Regions from separate parts of the Pan troglodytes genome. Here region 1 is linked to region 2. Evidence: chromatin contacts called from public Hi-C data. All regions are on one chromosome and are shown on one strand. Each heading gives the region's core, a stretch centred on a gene start, on an enhancer-like site or on the middle of the called end of the contact. The rest is flanking DNA. Distances are from core to core; before and after follow the strand shown. Region 1 holds the start of FAM32A (family with sequence similarity 32 member A). Region 2 has its middle 31 kb from the start of TPM4.

Evidence for each region. Hi-C and Micro-C count contacts between places; a contact is called where the count stands out from the background.
Region 1: a Hi-C map of induced pluripotent stem cells shows a contact between it and region 2, with 4 times the contacts expected there. The contact joins the promoter of FAM32A here to the enhancer-like site in region 2. A contact is called at or near these places in 5 of 7 Hi-C or Micro-C datasets (blood, induced pluripotent stem cells, a lymphoblastoid cell line and 1 more), 1 of 1 datasets of contacts at active chromatin or transcription factors (stem cell-derived excitatory neurons) and 1 of 1 other capture datasets (stem cell-derived neural stem cells).

The regions. Positions count from the first base shown.
Region 1 is chr20:18,839,277-18,842,758 of NHGRI_mPanTro3-v2.0_pri, forward strand. FAM32A (family with sequence similarity 32 member A) reads left to right here and starts at 1,982. Exons shown (of 4, transcript XM_009434928.3): 1 at 1,982-2,167; 2 at 2,275-2,416. The coding sequence starts at 2,094.
Region 2 is chr20:18,693,068-18,696,177 of NHGRI_mPanTro3-v2.0_pri, forward strand. No RefSeq gene overlaps it. Among named protein-coding and RNA genes, the nearest start is that of TPM4, 31 kb to the right of the region's middle. Within about 2 kb of position 1,819, at least 1 of the 24 cell types and tissues checked has an H3K27ac peak or open chromatin away from gene starts, as enhancers often do. A contact at or near this core is called in induced pluripotent stem cells, where this site is marked.

The sequences.
Region 1 (3,482 bases), core at 732-3,231, 150 kb after region 2:
ATTTCGCATTCACAACAGCAGCACGTTTGAGTTCCAGTTTCAACACATCTTCACACATACTTGGTAGGCACAGCCTTTTTAAAATTTTTCTCATAATAGTTTTTTTTTAACTAGGTTTTTGATACAGAGGGAAATAGAGAAGAAACCAAAAATTCCCATAGTCTTCTGCTAACATTAAAAAGATATATTCAAGGGCCGGGCACGGTGGCTCACGCCTGTAATCCCAGCACTTTGGGAGGCTGAGGCAGGCGGATCACCTGAGGTCAGGAGTTCGAAACCAGCCTGGACAGCATGGCAAAACCCCATCTCTACTAAAAATACAAAAATTAGCGGGGCATGGTGGTGGGCGCCTGTAATCCCAGCTATTCAGGAGGCTGAAGCAGGAGAATCTCTTGAACCTGGGAGGTGGAAGTCGCAGTGAGCCAAAATCGTGCCACTGCATTCCAGCCTGGGCAACAGAGCGAGACTCCGTCTCAAAAAAAAAAAAAAAAAGATATACGCATGTACACATCCTATGTAAGAAAACCGCACAGTACTGAAAGGATGAAAAGAAAGAAAGAAAGGGCCAGGGGTGGTGGCTCACGCCTGTAATTCTAATGCTTCAGGAGGACTGCTTGAGGACAGGAGTTTGAGACCAACCTGGACAACACAGCAATACCCTATCTCTATTGATTTTTTTTTTTTTTTTTTTTTTTTTTTTTTTTTTTTTTTTTTGAGACGGAGTCTTTGTCTGTTGACCAGGCTGGAGTGCAGTGGTGCGATTTTGGCTCACTGCAACCTCCGCCTCCCGGGTTCAAGAGATTCTCCTGCCTCAGCCTACCAAGTAGCTGAGACTACAAGCGCAGGCTACTATGCCCAGCTAATTTTTGCTTTTTGTGTTTTGTTTTGTTTCGTTTTTGTTTTTTTTTTAGTAGACACAGGGTTTCGCCACGTTGGCCAAGCTGGTCTCCAACACCTGACCTCACGTGAACCGCCTACCTTGGTCTCCCAAAGTGCTGATTTAAATATATATATACTTTTTTTTTTGAGATGGAGTCTCTCTCTGTCGCCCAGGCTGGAGTGCAGTGGTGTGATTTCAGCTCACTGCAACCTCCGCCTCCCGGGTTCAAGCGATTCTCCTGCCTCAGCCTCCCGAGTAGCTGAGACTACAGGCGCCCGCCACCACGCCCAGGTAATTTTTTGTATTTTTAGTAGAGACGGGGTTTCACCGTGTTAGCCAGAATGGTCTCCATCTCCTGACCTCGTGATCCGCCCACCTCGTTCTCCCAAAGTGCTGGGATTACAGGCGTGAGCCACCGCGCCCGGCATAAAATAGATTTTTAATTGTTTTAACATACCACCAACCTTGTCACATGATATTGTCATTTACCTAAAGCTGAAAAATTAATGAATACTGATTAGGTTTACAAAATTAGGTTCAGCTATCCAGTGAACTCTCAAAATATGGCAATAAAAGAGAACGGGGGTGGGGGGGCATGGCTCAGGCCTGTGATCCCTGCGCTTTGGAAGGCTGAAGCGGGAGGATCACTTGAACCCACGAGTTCGAGACCAGCCTGGACAACACAGCGAGACCCCATCTCGACAAAAAAATTTAAATGAAAATATTAGCCGCGCTCAGTGGCACCCGTCTGCAGTCCCAGCTACTGGGGAGGCTGAGGCGGGAGGATCTCTTGAGCCCAGGGGTTCAAGGCTGCAGTGAGCTACGATCGCGCCACTCCACTCCAGCCTAGGTGACAGACCAAGATCGTGTCTCTAAAAAAGAAAAAAAAATCAAGGAGAGAGAATAGGTCACCCAAAAGTGCGCAAAACGCTCAAAAAGGGGTTGGGTTTCCGGCACCCTGTGTGAAGAATGGGAGACCGGAAGTGAGCGCCAAATTCGGAAGTGTGGCAGCAGATAGGAATCGAAGGGCACTCATTCGCTTGGCTCTCTGTCCCGCCCACTACCCGGAAGTGTGGCCCGGGTCCAGAACCAAGAGCGCATGCTCACCTTGTAGCTCAGCCAATCAAAGAGAAGCGAGGCGGCCATTCGGGCAGAAATAGTGTTTGCAAACAGGAAGTGTGGCACTCCATCTACCGAACCACTGGAGAGTGTCATGGAGGCCTACGAGCAGGTCCAAAAGGGACCCCTGAAGCTGAAAGGCGTCGCAGAGCTGGGAGTGACCAAGCGGTGAGGCCCGAGGGCCCGCGGGATTCCGTCTTCATCCCCCTTAGACCTTTTCTCGGGACCCGTGGCCCTGATCCTCCGACCCGCCCCCTCCTCATGTCTTTTTCCAGGAAGAAGAAAAAGAAGGACAAAGACAAAGCGAAACTCCTGGAAGCAATGGGAACGAGCAAAAAGAACGAGGAGGAGAAGCGGCGCGGCCTGGACAAGCGGACCCCGGCCCAGGCGGCCTTCGAGAAAATGCAGGAGAAGCGGGTGAGCAGAAGCAGAAGGCGGCGGGGAGGCGGGAACACCCGGCGCCGGGAGACTGGAAATTGGGGTCAGGGCTGGGACGCTCCGAGGGCAGGGGAGCGGTCAGAGGAGACCTTAATTACGGGGAGAGGATGCTGTACGTGAGTGAGAGAAGAGTCGCCCTCTGCCGGGGGAGCTCCAAGGATGAGAAGACCCCGCTGGCCCGAGTGGGCAGCAGAGGGGAGAGCTAGAACTGGCGTTGAAAGGAGGCCAGAGCTGGAGACCCGGGTTTGGATTCCAGTGCTGTGGCTTATTTGCCCTGCGACACTAGGCCAGTGACTTTCTTATTTCCGTGCCTCAAGTTTCCTCTTCTGTACGAGTCAGGGTAGTAATTTATTCTAAGAGGGTTGGGAACTTGAGAGGAAGTCATGAAAGTAAAAAGCAGTGCATAAATGTTCAGTGGATGCCAGCTCTTGATATTAAATGGCCATGCTCGCCGCTCGAAGTCACCACAAAGTTTGTTTCCAAGACAACTTTGTTTGGCAGATTCAAACATGCTGTATTTTTTTAAAAATTAGTTATTTTTGGCGGTGTCGGAGCACTGCAGCCTCTGCCTCCGGGGTTCAAGCAATTCTCCTGCCTCAGCCTCCCGAGTAGCTGGGATTGCAGGCGTCCGCCACCACACCCGGCTAATTTTGGTATTTTTCGTAGAGACGCGGTTTCACCATGTTGGCCAGGCTGATCTCGAACTCCTGATCTCAAGTGATCCGCCCGCCTCAGCTTCCCAAAGTGCTGGGATTACAGGCATGAGCCACCGCACCCAGTCTCAGCTGTTGATATTGAATGGCCATGCCCATGACGACTTTGTTTGTATTGTATTTTAAGGCTCCGATAAATTATTTTTTCTTGATATTAAACACCATAAATGTGTGCAGTGGAGAACAGAAGAGTTCACAGTAAGACAGAGGAACTGGATCCATTATGCTGGGGAGAGGGAATAATCAGTGTAGGTCAGTGATTCTCACCTGGGGGTAGTCTCCACCCCCCTAAACTCCCACCCCGAAGCACATGTGGCAATGTCTGGAAACAT
Region 2 (3,110 bases), core at 569-3,068:
ATCCTGCGCCGGCTGCTGGAAGGCACTCTGTGGTGGCACCAGCTGCGGCTGCAGTAGCAGCTGGAAAGCACTGAGAGATGGCTTCAAGGAGGCAGGCAGTGCACCGGGCAGGGCCTTGAAACCTCTGGGTGGTACAATGGCCATGGCACAGTGGGTCAAGGCACAGGGGCAGCCATGGCACGCTGGGCCAGTCCAGGGTTGCAGACCACTTGCACTGCAGATATAAGGCCAGGGTTGCTGAGGCCATGAGGCCCTGCGAGTCAGCCCTTGATGTCCTGCTCACTACACAGGCTCAGCACTTCATGTTCTCATAGATCACTCTCAAATTTTCTGCCATCAAGTAGTACAGCAACTGAATCCACAGTGCCATGGGTCCCCTGCGTGGTCATCCTGGCCACTGTGGAGGCACGTGACACCTCTAGTTCCCCTCCCCTCCCAGGGCTCAGGTTGAGGCCAGGCCCCTCTGGTCCTAGGAAGTGTGCCCTGAGGGTGGGGCTCTGTCCTGCAGGTTGAGTCAGAGGCCGCAAGGCACGCTACTGATGGCTAGGGCTGCAGGGGTGCCACACTCACCCCTCTCTGGGGAAGTCTTAGAGTGAACGGCGTTCTCATTAGAGATGACTTCCCAAGGCCCAAGAGCCATCTAGGGCTGTGGAGCAGCTAGCCGGGTGCTGCCCTAACTCCTTCCACACCGGGCTGGTCACTGCCCTCCAAGAGGAGTCGGATGCAGGTGCCATTGTGTAGAGAAATGTCTCTGGACCTGCCTCTTGGTTATCATGGGGCACAGTAGTTTCTGGTGTCTGGGATCTGATGAAGCCATTTAGCCGATCCAGGGCAGATGTGGAAGTGACAGGAGCTCAGCATCCCTGTTCAAGGTCATACCACAGGAAACACAAGCCCCCAACGCCAGCCTGCTCCATCGGAAGCTTTGGCATGGAATTCCACCAGAGGTACCGCCAGTTCACCCAAGGTCTGTCTTGAGCTAGGGACGGCCTGGCCACACCCTGAGCCCCGGAGGTTCCCAGAGAGCAACCTTCTGCCCTGGGCGCTGCAGAAACCCCCTTTTCATGCCACCGGGCCTCGGCCTCGGGGACAGCCTGGCCAGGCTAGGGTAAGGGAGGACCAGGCTCCCATTCCAGAGGAGTCGCCTGCATGTGCTGCTGGAGCTGGGCGGGTGGGCCGGGGAGGGCCAGCCCATCCCCCTTGCAGAGAGGCTCAATGCCGGGAAATACCCGAAGAGCCCTGGGTGCTGGGGTCCCTCCCTTAAGTTTGGCTGAAGAGAATGCAGATGAACCCAGCCTCTCCACCAAACCCATCAGATGTCGTCTCAGGGCCAGGTTCTGCACATCTGGGTCTCTGGAGTCCTTCGGGCCCCTGTGTCCTCCACCCTAGCCTGACACAGAGGACACCCCTGCAGGCTGCAGATCCCAGAGCAAGGGGTGTGTGCAGCTGCCTGGGTATCCCCCCTGGGACAGGTAACACAGGCTTCAGGCTGGCTTATGCCTCGTATCCTCATCCCAGGGCTGTGCGGCCCGGGATGCAGCCCTGATTTGGAGCTCAGGTGGGAAGAAGCTCTCACTGTCACCTGGCCCCCTTGCCACCTCACATGGGGGCCTGTCTCCACAGTGGGTGAGATGGCCCCAGGCACGGGGTCCTCTCCGCTCTCTGGGGCCATCCACTCCATGCCAGGACTGGACCATTCCCACGCCTGGCTGAACTCTTGGTTCTGGCCCTGGGCCAGAGCTCCTGCCCGTGTCCTCTCCCCGAATCCTCTGGACCAGAAACACTGATTCTCCTGTTCACCTGGCATCCCTGAAGGGGCGCTGTGGAGTGTGGGGACCCTGCTCCTCCCGGCATCTGTTGATGCTCACAGCGGGGGCAGGGAGCTCGCACAGACCAGAGAGAGTGTAAAAGGTGCAGGGGGCACCCCCGCCTGTCTTGAGCAGCATGTCCAGTACACGTGCACTCAGCACATCCCCTGAAAACCGGCAGGTCTATTTGTAGAAGTTTCTCTGTGTAGAGGAAGAGGTGTTGGAGGAAGGTCCAGGTAGTAGGGCTGCAGGGACCCAGGCCCCCTCTACTATCAACTGCCCCAGAGGATGACTCAGGAGGGGACCTGATGCTGGAGCCTCCCTAGGGGTGGCAGGTCCCAGTGTCTCCTCATCAGTTCCTTCATGCAGACCCGAAAGTGCGTGAGAACCACATCGTCCTCCAGGGCCCAGGCCCGGGAGAACGTCTCCTGAACCAATCCTTATAGTCCAGACTGGGACATATTCACGAGGCACTCTAGGGACAAGGGGGTAGCATGGAAGGGGTCGGTGCCCACACCCAGGTTTCCACCACAGCTACCTCCCACTGGGAGGTTCTGGGTCCTTTTGCAGCCACCCCTGGCTTCCAGCTGTGCACAGGAGGCCATGGCCAGGGGGAGGCCTGGGTGAGGAGGTGCCCACCACACTCCTGCCTTTGATCTGGGTCTTGTCAAGGTGGGCTCCTTGTCTGGGAGGACTCAGTGTCCTGCTCAGCACAACAGGCCCAGCCTGGCCCTCCAGACTGAAGCAAAGGGTCATGGGGACAGTGTGAGGGTGCTGTCCTTGGGCCAGTCCAGGTCTGTCCTGGGGAGTGGGGCTGGGGGTCTTCCTGGCATGTTCCTGGAACAGAGTCACCGTGAGGATGAACAGGATGACTGTCTGCCTGGTCAGCACAGAACGGGCACCCAGTGAGCACTCGAGAATGACCCTCCTCGGGCAGCTGCCGCCCACCCAGTAGCGACTGTCCCCAAGTCAGCAGGGAGGGAAGAGAGCAGGTCACGCTCTCCTAAGTCTGATCAAGCAGCTGTGCAGAGATGTGCCTCTCACCTAGAAAAGAGAAAAGCGTCCTTTGGGCAGAACCCACTCACACTGTGTCTCCAACTGCTCTACGACACAGAGCCGGGCAGGTACCTGGGTGTTGGGTAATGGTGACATTGTGGGTTCACGGCACCCATCACAATGGAGCCCTGCATGGGTCAGCAGGGCCCAGAGACGGCATCCTCTGCCCCTCCTGAACTGTCGACATGTGTGCGTGCAATGCGTCTGTGCACTTGAGTGCAGGTGGATATGTGCAGGTGCGTGTGA